Regions from separate parts of the Mus musculus genome. Here regions 2 and 3 are each linked to region 1. The links are chromatin contacts, called in public promoter capture Hi-C maps. All regions are on one chromosome and are shown on one strand. The core of a region is the stretch at or near the end of the contact, and the rest is flanking DNA. Distances in the headings are between cores, read along the strand shown. Region 1 holds the start of Msh4 (mutS homolog 4). Region 2 holds the start of 1700012D16Rik (RIKEN cDNA 1700012D16 gene). Region 3 overlaps St6galnac5 (ST6 (alpha-N-acetyl-neuraminyl-2,3-beta-galactosyl-1,3)-N-acetylgalactosaminide alpha-2,6-sialyltransferase 5).

Region 1 (4,439 bases), core at 1,777-4,276:
TGTGTGTAGTCCAGGCTGTCCTCGGGGCTTGCTACGTGCTGGGATTGGAGGCATGACCCTGACCTTATTCGTACAGATGAACTAACCTTACCCAGTGCAGAGAACATTGTGCATAAGTATAGCATTCCACTGTCGCATTGAACCTACTAATACAACCTGAGATAACAAAGATGGAGCTTTAGTAATTTTGGTAGTGTCTGTCATTTACTGTTAAACTATACCTGTGTACTTTATGTCTGTAATTTTAGATCTATTGTTGCACAGGATTCCTGGCCATAACTAGTCAGTTGCACCAAGTGAACTCCGACCTACTTGGTTGGTGGCTTTGTGAGCGGCAGTTGCCCTCAGGCGGACTCAATGGAAGACCCGAGAAGGTATTATCTATAGTGGCTCTTTATGCATTCATGGTGCTGTGTGCTTAGAACTGAGGGGTTTCTCAGGTATAGTTTTAAGATCCCTTAAGGAGAGAGCTTGGGGTCTCATTGACTCTGAATTCATTTCTGCCTTGGGACATGTACAGATACTCAAAAGCGATACTGAGGTTGGGGGTGGCCCTGCTTTTAGTTTAACCTAATCGCCTGGGAGGCACAGGCAAGAAGTCTTAGTTTGAAGCTAGCCAGCTCTATTAGGGGGACCTAGTCAATTAATAAATTAAAATGGATTGTGAACACTTCAAATGTTGCTAGTCTGAGCTCCAGATCTATAATTAGTTACTGTGTGGAGCTTGCTTTGTGAGAAAGGCAGAGAGAATTATTAGTATGTGCTGGAATTATTAGTGTAGCTAGCTACAGTGCTGAGGTGGTGTGAGAGACAAATGGGAGGTAGTCTCAGTTTGCCCTACAATCATGTCTGGGAACACGGGATTAGACATTAAAAAAAAAAGAATCCATCAAATCTGAGAGAATACAATGGTGCAGTAGAGGCAGCTGTCTTACTGGCTCCCCCTTCCCCTTCTCTAGTTACCAGATGTGTGCTATTCATGGTGGGTGTTGGCCTCCCTAAAGATCATCGGGAGACTTCATTGGATTGACAGAGAAAAGCTTCGAAGTTTCATCTTAGCGTGTCAAGATGAAGAGACGGGAGGATTTGCAGACAGACCAGGAGATATGGTCAGTACAATTCTGGCTTTGCAGTTTTTCATTGTTGATTGACTTTCATGGTTATAGGCATTTCTAATGCACTAAAAATAGTGCCCTGTAAGAAATAGTCCAAAGGTTGTCTTGGGGGTTTACCTTGGGTGTTTTTTTAAAATGTGTTAGTTACAAAGGCTAGAGCTGATAGAAATATCTTGTAGTGATAATTGTTTATGTCTAGTATTAGAAATACTTGTCTTCAGAAAACTTTTAAAGTGGTATTCAAGATACACTTCACTGTGGACAGATAGATAATTGAGCCTTTTCCATGTTTGTGAACTTCCCACAGGTGGATCCCTTTCATACCTTATTTGGCATTGCTGGGTTGTCACTTCTGGGAGAAGAGCAGATCAAGCCTGTTAGCCCTGTCTTCTGTATGCCAGAAGAGGTGCTTCAGAGGGTGAATGTCCAGCCTGAGCTAGTGAGCTAGTCAGATGGGAGAGATGCTGTAGTGTGCAATATGAATTACTGCTGTATTTGAAGTGTTTATCAAACCTAGACGTGACTTAATATTTTGTATATCATATGTTAATGATAAATTATATAAGTATTGTAAAATAAATATGTTGTATTTAGATCTTTAGTCTTCTGAGTCCAGTTTTTGTTAGTCCTATTTAGAGCTGGTATTTAACTGATGCCTCCCCGTGTCCTATTGTCGTGTAACAATCAATGATGGAAAGTGATTTCTGTTAATAAAACTGATGAGTGAAACTCATAATTTAAATAAAGGTCAAAATCAGTGGCTGTTGTGTATATAGCTTTTTATTTAGAACTGAACCATTTTGTAAGTGTGAACACCTTATTTATAGTTGGGGCAGAGGGTACAGTACATTTTTCAGGGAACTCTAGTCTGCTGTTGGCTTGGATTTCTCAGGCATGCAGTTGAGTTAGCCAGGATCCTGAAAGTCATCCCCAAAGAATTGGTCCACTCCATAATGGCTTTAGGTGTTGTTTCGTGATGGGGGCCCTGTGAGGTGTTAATGTCTCAAGGGTTTGAATGTGGTTACTCTGGGTGGGTTGCAGGTTGGGTGAATAGTAATGGTATAAATGTAATTTTGACTCTAGTCTATAGCCGCTCCTGGGTCAGTTACTAGAGAGGTAACTTACTATTAAGGACCTCTACCCCTTAATATTTAAGGAAGGAAACGTCTCCCCTCTTTGAGAGTCCTACATTGCACTGGAACTCCACATCTTTAATAGGTATCTCCAAGTGTGTTTTATGTCTCCTGATTGTTGCTTAAGCATTGCTGTCACCTTGAGGCTACACATAACTAATATCGTCTACATGTCCTTAGTGTTCTATTTCTGTAAAGACATGCTGTGACCAGCAAAGCGACTCTTGAAATTTAGGGCTTGCTTAAAGAGTTTCAAAGGTTTAGTCAATTAGGAGGGCAGGCCTGCAGACATGTTCCTTGAAGACCACACCTACTTAAAACAAGCTGCTTCCCTCAAGTTTTCTACAGGGGCTTTTCCTGCTCAAACTACACTCACTACACACTAGTGTTTGCAGGTACTAGTGTGAATGCCCTATTTGCTGGAGAACATTTATCCTCAGTTCTGTCACCTAGAAGATGTTTTATGTGTTGATTGTTGAAGAGCTTCCCAAGGGTTTCGAGCAAGACTGTAGTTTGTTTTTACCCTATGTGCAAAACTGCAGTACTCGAAATAGGACGGTTGAGAAGTGCTGTTTTTAATTGTTAATGTGGTCTCACCCGTGTTGTGCTCTGTCCCGTACTATGCTATGTGTACAACTGAGCGAAGACTTTCATTCTTAGACATTGGGCACATGCTGTGTACTGGGGGTGTAACTGGGGCGTATTAAATATGCAATACCCTGGCTCAGTCCTCAGAAAGCCCCCCTCCTTCAAAATGAACTGTTGACAACCTAGGTGGTTAGTGGGCTATAAATTGTTGAGCCTGGTACCTAAGGAGTGAAGAGGCTTACAGCTTCCAGAATCACGTGATGAGAATAAACCGGCACAACCCTGGACGCAAAGGTGAGAAACTCGCTGCTCACCCCTGAACTGCGCCTGCGCTGTGTGCATCATGTGCTGCTTGTTCCTGCGCCTGCGCGATTACAGCACTGCGCATGCGCTTAGCCTCCCGCCTTGTCAGCGGTGCGGCCTCCAGCCTTGGAGTGCTCGAAGCCACGCGCGCAGAACCTTGGGAGTCAGAAAGGCCGGAGAGATGCTGAGGCAGGAGGCTGCATCGCTTTCCAGTTCCCCACGCTGGACGCCGTCGCGGAGGGATGCCCCATGCGGGAGGACCCTGGCCTCCGCGTCCAGGCCGAGTACGGAAGGCGCCATGGCCGACAGGAGCAGCAGCAGCAGCAGCAGTCCGGCGCCGGCGTCCGCGCCAGGCAAGGCCCCGGCTCACCTGGTCACCTCCCCGGGCGGGCGCTGCCCTCGGCGCCCTGCTGGAGAAAGCAGTCTGGCCAGGATTCCACAGTCACTCATGCTGGGAGTGGTTTGTGTCTTTAATCCCAACACTGGCGACTACGCTTCAAGGCCAGCCTGGGCAACACAATTTCAAACCAATCAAAACACAGGGGAGAAAGTCTTGACTCTTCACAACGGTCTCATTAAGACGTGAGAGGAAGGGTAACCCATCTAGTATTCCCATGTAAAGCCTTAACTTCATGTTTCGTTTTAAAAGGCAGGTTTTCTATGGCTCAGGCTGTCCTGAAGCTCTTCTGTCCTGAAGTTCAGGAAAGCCTGGCTGGAGACTCCTAGCAATCCTCTTGCCTTAGCCTCTTGAGTACTGAATTATACCACCATGGCTGGCCTTTAACTTTTTTTCCTAAAAAAAAAAAAAAAGTTTCCCTTTTTCCCCTCTATGAGTATATGAGTGTGCAAGGGGTGGATGTAGAGGTCAAAGGACGACTTTTCGGAGAAAACTCCACCTCCACCAAGAGGGCTCTGGGAATCCAACTAAGGTCTGAGTCAGGCTTGGTGGGTAATGCCTCTCTAGTCGTTGAGTCATCGTGATGGTCCCCTACTTCTTCAAATATATAGTGAATATATGGGAGATTGTGTGTAATAGTTTCTAATAGTGGAGAGCTGAGCTTTGGCCGACGGGTTTTACTCTTTAGGTTCTAGAATGGAATGATAACAGGTTAAAGTGAACATCTTATCAAGGCCTTGTTAAAAATAAGGCCTTCTGGGATCAAATAGATGGCTCGCCCGTTAAGGGAAGTAGCTACTCTTTCAGAGGCTTAGTGTTCCAACTGCCAGCTCCCACATGGAGACTGACCACTGTCTGTAACTCTGCTGCCAGAGCATCTGCTGCCCTCTTCTGGTCTCCGGT
Region 2 (4,240 bases), core at 298-2,797, 610 kb after region 1:
ATAAACAGGGGTCTTCAATGTAGTCATGACTGACTGCAGTAAGAAGAGGTAGTGTGCCCGTGCCTGGAAGCACAGGCCTTGGAGCCTGACCAAGTTTTCAGGGTATGGAGAAGGAAGAGCTCTGGAAGGAGAAGAAGGAGTGTCGGAGGAGGGGCGGTGTGAATCCTGTAGTGTGTTCTGAGTTGCAGCATGAGTATTATAGAGACTTAGAACACCAAGCAGAGGAAGCTGAGAGGTCAGATTTGGAGATGTGGGGACTTGTGTTGGTGTCGGCATTCCCTGAAGCAGGGACTGTGGGTGGTAGATTAGGTAGTCAAGTATTTCTGCGATCCAGGCAAAGAGCTTCAACTTAGGCAGGAATAGATGAGTGGACTAAAGATGGATGACTTGAAGAGGACCTAAGAAAGGCCAACGTGCGGAATGATGGTATGAGGATGGGTGTCCCTCCAGTTTATAATGTACTAATTGAACAATGTGCATTGTAAAGTACACATAATATGCACAGGCATGCAGACAAAGAGTATGATTATTCTCATTGTGTTCATTTTAAAGTTCCTATATGACATGGAGTAGAAGTAGCCAACAATAAATGAAAGTAATACTATGAACTGCAAACAACAGGGCTGAGAAGGAAATTCTGACCTGTAAAGTAGAGACCCAGAAGTGATAGTTAAAACCCAGAGAGGAGAAACAAGATGGATCCAGGGACCCAGCTCTGGAGAGTACACAGAAAGGAGAGCCACAGGTGCATTCTGGGAGGAAGCGGTCAGAGACAGCATCACTTCACACAGGTCAGAGTAGCAGAGGCTCAGAACGGTGTCATGATCAAAACTGAAATGAAAAGTAGTGGGGTTCAGAACAAGGACCTATAGAGATTTAACCTCAAGGTTGAAGATCTATGACGTCCCACTTGTATAGATCCGCGTCTGCAGTGGTGTCTGTGTTCCGTCAGAAAGTGATTGCGGAGAGCGCGTGGGCAGAGTCCTTCCTAGTGGAGAACTTCAGGTGGGAGGGAAGAGCCCAGCAGATGGGACAGTGGCTTTAGGAAGTTCGGGTTCTAGAGTGGGCTGTTCACAGAGTAGAGATGTTTAAGAAAGGCTGGCAGCTGGGAAGGAGCCACCAATATGTCAATATAGAAATGCAGATGAAAGAGGGGGAAAAAAAACGACGCATCGTGCACCCAGAAGAACCACAGGATGGAAGCATGGGATCCAGAAGAAAGGATGGACCGAAGCAGGAGGGATTTAAAAAAATTATACCTATGGGGCTCAGAGGGTGATGAGAAGGAGGAATCAATAAACATGGAGAGGAGGGACAGAAAAGGTCGGTCCTGCCCTGTGACTTCAAGTCAGAGGCCGTCAGTACTGATCCATTCCTCCAACAGGGCTGCAAGATGACATAGGTGGATCCCATCGGGAGAGGCCCCTCCCCTCCCTCCCTCCCCTCCTGGGTTCCCCTTTATTTCCTCACACTGCCACATTGCTTCTCAGAGCCCCGCCCCAAGCACCTGGTCCTTTCTCTCACCTGCATGTCAAAGTTGTCGTTCAGAAGTGCTGGATATCCCGCTGCAATAGACTTCTCCTTAAAGCATCTCCCTGTTGTCTTCCTCCAAGCATGTTGTAAGTTTTTTCACATTCCACTGTGAATGTCTGTAGTAAGTTATTCTGCGATCGACTATGAATGCCTGTGGTCTGGCTAACTGCTCAGCTTTTCATGGGGACATGTGCCCTTTCCGAGGCCACTGAGGCTTTCAAACCTTCCCTCACCACACTCCGGCTGTCTTCCTCTACCCCGTAAACAGATGTCCTCAGCTCTAGCCACATAAGACTCTTCACGTTTGTAAAAAAATGAACCATATTTTTTGAAAGTCCTATGGCTAAATGAATTATCAGGCCACTAAACACCTCCCGGGGCAGGCACGAAGCTCAGCATCTCTACTGCCATCCAGGGTGGGGAGCAGCTGAATGCTTCTGTGGCAGGGCACAGTTCAGGACACACTGCCTTGGTGAATCTCATAGGGGTACATGGTTATGTGTTTTATCATAACAGAAATTTAGGGTGAAATTCCAAAACACTACTTTGTAATATCAGGCTTAAAGGCTATTTACTAATTCCTGCTACAAAAGCAGAAGTGAAGACATAGGCCATTTCCCCACTGTGCCCAAGTCTCCAAACGGACAGAAGGAACAATCCCTAGAGAATGACCTAGCCTTGTGCTTAGATACGGACGCCTTCATCCTGGAGCCGTCAACACACTCAGTGTTCTCACTGCCTTTGTTGCTGTGGTAAAGCACTAAGCAACCCAACTTGGGGGAGAAAAGGATTTACTTGGCTTTCATTTCCACATCACACACCAGGGCAGGAACTGAAGCACCAGCCGTGGAGGAAAGCTGGTTCTCAGCTTGCTTTCCATGGCTTGCTTAGCTGCATTTTTTTAGCACAACCCAGACCTACTGCCTGTAGTGGCAATGCCCACAGTGGGCTGGGCACTCCTCATTATCTAACAAGAAAGAAAATGTTCTACTTTCATGCCGGTCTAACGGAAGCAAGTCCTCAGTCAAGGTTCCTGCTTCTTGGGTGTCTTTAGTTTGTGTCAGATTGGCAAAAGCTAACAAACATGTCCAAGCTGGAAGGGCAAGCTGGAAGGATGGCTGGGCTCTCTGTTCTCTGTCAAGTGTGAATCTAGAACATATAACATTATGCTCTCAGAGACAAGCCAATGTTCTCCTACATTGTCACATCCAAGCTGTGAGCAGTGCCACAAGACTGATACCAGGTTCCAGTGTGACACAAGTGCTCAATATGCAGGCCCTGCTATGAAAAGATTACTTCCACTATTTACATCCTAATTTAGGGGATTACCTGTGGCAGGCAAAAGCTGGGGCTACTGTGTCTTCTAACATGAGTTGTACAAATATCAAACGCATCTCCCTTGTCTGGGACGGACACACACACACACACACACACTGCACACCATTTTTATCTAATGGTTGGTAGCTACTCTCAGTAGTCAATTGAAATGATCAGCTATTTCAAGTAATCATGTCCCTAAGAACCGAGTGTACTCAGACTCAGCGGTACGCACAGGAATGCAATTAATTCTTTCCTAATAATACCCACTTAGTAGATAGGCAGGTTAGACATGAGAGGCGTGGTGATAAGCTACCTCCTGTTTGCTTGCTCATTAGGGACAGCGGTCCTCGATATTAATGGAATGCCACAATCCAATTAAAGGGTTGCAGTTGCATGTGGCAGCCCTGAGAGGCACCGATGTCTGATGGGAAATGCCGCCATCTGGGCCTCGCCCCTACCCTCCTTTCCGCTGCTTCCATTGTGATGTCCCAGTCTTGCTTTCCGTGGGCACGTCTGGAATGCTGCCATTTTCCAAATGCCGATAATGTGACAATCAGCTTGCTGCTCGGGAGAACAACTCAGCCCCAGAAAAGTTGGTAATGATTTCAGAAGTTCTTTTGAGTTTTTAATCACAACACAGAGAGGAAATGCCCCATTTGTGTGTGATTGTGACAGAGATGAAAAGCGATTTCAGATCACCGGAGAACATTCGACAGCTGCGGAAGCCTCCAGTTAAGTGCCGGCTGCATTGTTTGGACACGAGTGCCTGTCTTGGACAGCCACTTACTCAGGGAAGGTCGGGATCCGAAACATCTGGAGCTCAGTAAATAATTTGATGTAATAACCTATGTGCTGCAATGCAAGGCTCTGCTGGGAACGTGCTCTGACGGGCTGGCCCAGCCCTTGCTTTTCTGACTGAGAACCCACTGTGATGAACTCGGATGCCATAGGGTCAAGTAGAATGTGGGATCAGGGTTACTTCTAATAACTTTTCACTTTGTAACTTGGAATCAAGTCAGACACCAGCGCGCTGCTACATCCTCCTAGAATGCAAAGCGTACATTTGAGGTAGATACTCTGTATCTCTACGCTTCCCTTGTCTGGCATTCAGCTATGAGTTCCAGAGCCATGATTAGAGTCTGGGGCTCATAAGCTTCAGAGCTAGACCAAAGAAGGTGATCCATCCCAGAGAACAGAAAAGCAACCCACCATTGTGAATCCCTGAAAGGCTATCGGCATAGCCCTCCTGATCACACCCAGGGTACATATGAATTCACATTTTTTTCAAATACAAAGCAGTCATTCCAAGACCTTTTAGTTTCAGGGACCAGGAAATGAAATCTCTTTCTAATCAGTGTTTTACAAAGGTTGGTGAAGCTATGTGCAT
Region 3 (4,149 bases), core at 1,601-4,100, 990 kb after region 1:
CCTGGATTCTACAGAGCTAGGCATTTCCTCTGGAGGGGCGTCTTTTCCTGATGGCATCCTGGAAGTGATGGGAGGCTGGGTAGCATCCTTGTCATCTCAGAGACACCTCTCAACTCTACTGAGATAGCTCGCACTGCCTGGCACTAGCGTGAGCTGGTTGAGCACCGCTGAGACACTCTTACGTCTCTCCTCCCACTTCTCTTCTGTTGGGTCTGGGGAACACATTGACATGGAGCTAGCACCAGTGACCAGAAAGAAAAACATTACTGCAGATAAAAGGGCAGGGGCATCACGAGAGCTAATCGTAGTTCCTACACCTACAGCCACTCGCTTTAGCCAACCAAGATCAGATCAGCCAATGGGAATGCCTTTTATATAAGAGATACCAAGGAAACCAGGGAATTTACCCCTGTATCATAGGACAGGTAACTTAGAAATGAATGACCCTTATGCAAGACAGAGACAAGGGTCAACAGGATATGAGCTGATGTCCCTGGATTCCAGGAGTGGAGGTGAAATAGATGGATCTGTGTGCACATGTGTTGTGTATGTGACATATCTGTGTGCACATGTGTTGTGTATGTGACATATCTGTGTGCACATGTATTGTGCATGTGATATATCTGTGTGCACACATGTTGTATATGTGATATACCTGTGTGCACATGTGTTCTTATATGATGTATTTATATGCACGTGTGTTGTATATGAGCATCTATTCATACTCAGAAGGCCATGGCCTTGTCATGAATCACATGATTAGTGAGAAGACTATGTGATCCATACATTACATAGTAGTAGCCTCAAGTGAGGGATCTGAATTAGACTCTCGGTCATCCCACAGTATTTGCTGATCACCTCCTGTATATCATGAGCTGGGCTGGCGCATGGGAGATCGACGCTTTATGAGGGCAGAGTTGCTACCTACGTGGAACTGGCAGTTAGTGTAAGACTGCCTAGAAACTGAGTCACGGGGTGTGAGCTGGGGGATTATGCAGAAGTTGCTTAACCACTCCAGCACTCAAGGTCCTTATCTGCAAAATGGTGTGAACCATAGGACCTTCCCCATGGGTGAAGCATGGGGCACTCATGGCTAGCCCTCAGTTACGTGTGGGTATATGTATGTGAAACCCTGAAATCAGAAGGTAGATCACCAGGCTGGTGCAGGTTGGTTACATATGTATGGTTTCACTAACACTTGTATTTGAATATTAACAACATGGGCAACATGGGCCACCTGAGCCTTAAATAAAATCATCCTTACTGCAGACCATGCTAGTTTAAGTGGTTGTGGGCAGCAGCTGAAAAGACAGCCAGAGTGGCCAGACCTAGAGAATACAGTGTTCAGAGTCCGGGAACATTCAGGCCCATCACTGTTAGGCTGGTATGTAGAGGCTGATCTACCTGAGGTGACAGAGAATGAAGAAATGACAGACACACATACAGAAACGCTGGCTTCAGGGGCACTGTGCAAGCTGATGGAAACAGATCCGCATCCAGGAAACTGAGTGAACTTCTTATGTACCACTGAGCAAGGAAGCTTGTCTACCACAAGCAGCTGGACGAGGAGGCTGACTAGCTAATTTCACAGGAGGTCTCTGAAGGGGGGCAGTTTCAGGTCTCAGGCACCCAGGAGAAGGCAGTGGTTGAAAGTTTCTTCATACACTGGTTTTAGCGAAGGCTCAATCACTTGTACCATTGAGTCATAGACCAGGGAAGGCTTTGCTCGTCCCATGGGTCTGGGGCTCTGGGGTCCTTGACATGTTTGTGCTCATGGCAACAATATATGCTCACTCGGGACTTCATCTCTTCTCCACATGGATGCAAAGTAAGTGTTCAATAAATACTAGTTGTTTGAGACACTGTTATCACTGAACCCGAGGGCATTGTATTAATGTGAAACCCATGACTTCTGCCTGGTAAGTAAAGCCAGCCTGGCTTGCACATGTTGTAACAGTGTCAGCTGGTACATTTGTGTACATCCAGACTCACAGCCCTATACTCCCCAGTGTGCATTTTCTTAGTGAGTAATTGAAGGCCTGTGTGAAGGGGCTGGATGATGGGTCAGTCAGTAAGGTGCTGATGTGCAGACACAAGGGCGCCAGATCAGGTCTCGGATGGACACACCGGCTTATGCCCACAATACCAGGGCTTTTTGCCTTTTGGGTTTGTTTTGTTTTGTGGGGAGAGTAAGCTTTAAATCTCGATGGCCAGTCACTTTAGCCAAATCCATGATCTTCCAGTTCAATTATAGACCTGTGTCAAAAAAAAAAAAGTGGAATGTAATGAAGGAAAGACACTGCACATCAGCTTTGACCTACCATCTAACATGTACACATGTACACCCATCATGTATGCAACACAGGTGCACACAAATATAATATATACACAACACATGTGCACACAACTATACATACACAATACATGTGCATAGATGCATCACATACACATGTGCACACAGATATATCACATATACAACATATGTGCCCATAGATACATCACAAACATGACACATGTACACATGGATAAGTCACATACACTACATATGTACACATGGATACATGACATACACAACACATGTGCACACAGATACACCACATACACAACACATGTGCACACAGATACATCACATACACAACACATGTGCACACAGATACATCACATACACACACTGCTACACCCACCCATAAATATGTTAAGTGGAGGGGCCCAGAGACATGATATGGTGTGCATCTTTGCTATGTAACACTTGAGCCATAGAGAAAGAAGTCACTTACCAGCTTGGGTTGTGAGTGGTAAACCAGAAACTGAAGTGTGAGTCATAACCCTGGGAGAGCAGATCTACATGACTCCACCTCTGTCTCTCCTTCACTGCTTCCTCCTCACTTGCTGTGGTAATGGCACAGGATGCTGTCTCCTTCGTGCCTGGCTCAAGTAGTAGCTTAGAAGCACCAGTTTGCTTTCTCCTAATGAAATTGAAGCTCAAACAGAAACTGTAAGCCTGACCCTCATACACATTTCCGGGGCTGCTGTGGATTAATTACGGCTGTGTGATAACTTTTACATGGAGCCTCAAAAAATTGTCTCAATGGGAGCATTAAATTAAAAAGTGCTGTCATTGAGTACAGATCGACCAGTTGGTGTTGGAGACAAGACAGACATGTGGCCACGCTGACAAATGTGAACTTGAGTGGAGGTCAGACTATAAAATGTCTTGGCCACATCAGCCCCTTAAACACTTGCCACGAGCTTTCTGAAACAGCTCATGCTGTGCTTGGCAGTTAGTGCTGAACGTGACAGAGGCGGCATGTGGGGAGGTTCAGCAGCTCCTTATAGAATGGACGAGAGTCCGTCTCCACCATGTGCTTTCCCATGCTGGGCAGACACTGGACCCTCACCACAGGAACTTCACCCAGAGAACACAGGACTCTGCTGGCACCCCACAATCCACCTTTAGAATCAGGTTGTCATTCTTACCAGGGAGAGAGGGTTGAGAAAGAAAGACATTCTGATGTCTAAACCCCAGGACCTGAAAATGTGACCTTATTTGGTCAAAGGATCCCTGAAGATCTAACAAAGTTAAGCGTCTTGCAATGAGACCATCCCTGATTGCCGAAGTATGATTTAAACCTAGCAGTAAATTCCCCTGTAAGAGAGGGAAAAGAAAAACTGGGTATGGAAAAGAACAGACCTTGGAAAGATGGAGACAGAGATGCTGGAAGGCTGGGATTTCCTGGAACTACCAAAACCAGGAAGCAGCAAGGAGGGTTTGACCCTGCAGCCTTAGGGAGAAGTGTGGTGCTTCCAGAAACTTCATCTCCGACTTGTGGTCTCTAGAACAAGAGAGCAAATGTCTCTTATTTCAAGCTACCTGACGGCCCAGGAAATAAATCCCCTTGACATTCATAAAGTTAGTACAAGAACTAACAAGGGTAGAGTGTCTCCGGATGGTGCTGAGGAACACTTGAGAGGCAGAGGGAAACACGCCTGACAATGGAGAGAGGCAATCGCAATGGAGACACAGGTACTGCACAGCCCGAGGCTGAGATAAGACACAGGTGTTCTCATCTCCTTCCATGAAAGGGCTTTGACGTCTCTGCTCTCACTACCGACCTCTACAGACATCTGGAGCAGCTGCTCCAGAGCCCA

Evidence for each region. Promoter capture Hi-C pulls out the DNA fragments that hold promoters and counts their contacts.
Region 2: a promoter capture Hi-C map of second pharyngeal arch cranial neural crest shows a contact between it and region 1, with 3 times the contacts expected there. The contact joins the promoter of 1700012D16Rik here to the promoter of Msh4 in region 1. A contact is called at or near these places in 4 of 39 promoter capture datasets (the C10 cell line, cranial neural crest, embryonic stem cells and 1 more).
Region 3: a promoter capture Hi-C map of the HPC-7 cell line shows a contact between it and region 1. The contact joins the enhancer-like site here to the promoter of Msh4 in region 1. A contact is called at or near these places in 6 of 39 promoter capture datasets (the C10 cell line, the HPC-7 cell line, cranial neural crest and 2 more), 1 of 484 Hi-C or Micro-C datasets (B cells), 3 of 115 datasets of contacts at active chromatin or transcription factors (large pre-B cells, stem cell-derived neural progenitor cells and thymic regulatory T cells) and 2 of 9 other capture datasets (adipose tissue and liver).

The regions. Positions count from the first base shown.
Region 1 is chr3:153,904,725-153,909,163 of GRCm38.p6, reverse strand. Msh4 (mutS homolog 4) reads left to right here and starts at 3,026. Exons shown (of 20, transcript NM_031870.3): 1 at 3,026-3,492. The coding sequence starts at 3,180. It overlaps Rabggtb (Rab geranylgeranyl transferase, b subunit), which reads left to right. Exons shown (of 8, transcript NM_011231.2): 6 at 249-374; 7 at 960-1,109; 8 at 1,423-1,875. The coding sequence ends at 1,563.
Region 2 is chr3:153,295,956-153,300,195 of GRCm38.p6, reverse strand. It overlaps 1700012D16Rik (RIKEN cDNA 1700012D16 gene), which reads left to right and starts at 1,547. Exons shown (of 2, transcript NR_126464.1): 1 at 1,547-1,619; 2 at 3,189-3,694. The region is part of intron 3 of St6galnac3 (ST6 (alpha-N-acetyl-neuraminyl-2,3-beta-galactosyl-1,3)-N-acetylgalactosaminide alpha-2,6-sialyltransferase 3); the gene reads left to right.
Region 3 is chr3:152,919,267-152,923,415 of GRCm38.p6, reverse strand. The region is part of intron 2 of St6galnac5 (ST6 (alpha-N-acetyl-neuraminyl-2,3-beta-galactosyl-1,3)-N-acetylgalactosaminide alpha-2,6-sialyltransferase 5); the gene reads left to right. All of the region lies in intron 2 of Gm46830 (a long non-coding RNA gene), which reads right to left. Among named protein-coding and RNA genes, the nearest start is that of Gm46830, 22 kb to the right of the region's middle. Within about 2 kb of position 2,850, at least 62 of the 459 cell types and tissues checked have an H3K27ac peak or open chromatin away from gene starts, as enhancers often do. A contact at or near this core is called in the HPC-7 cell line and thymic regulatory T cells, where this site is marked.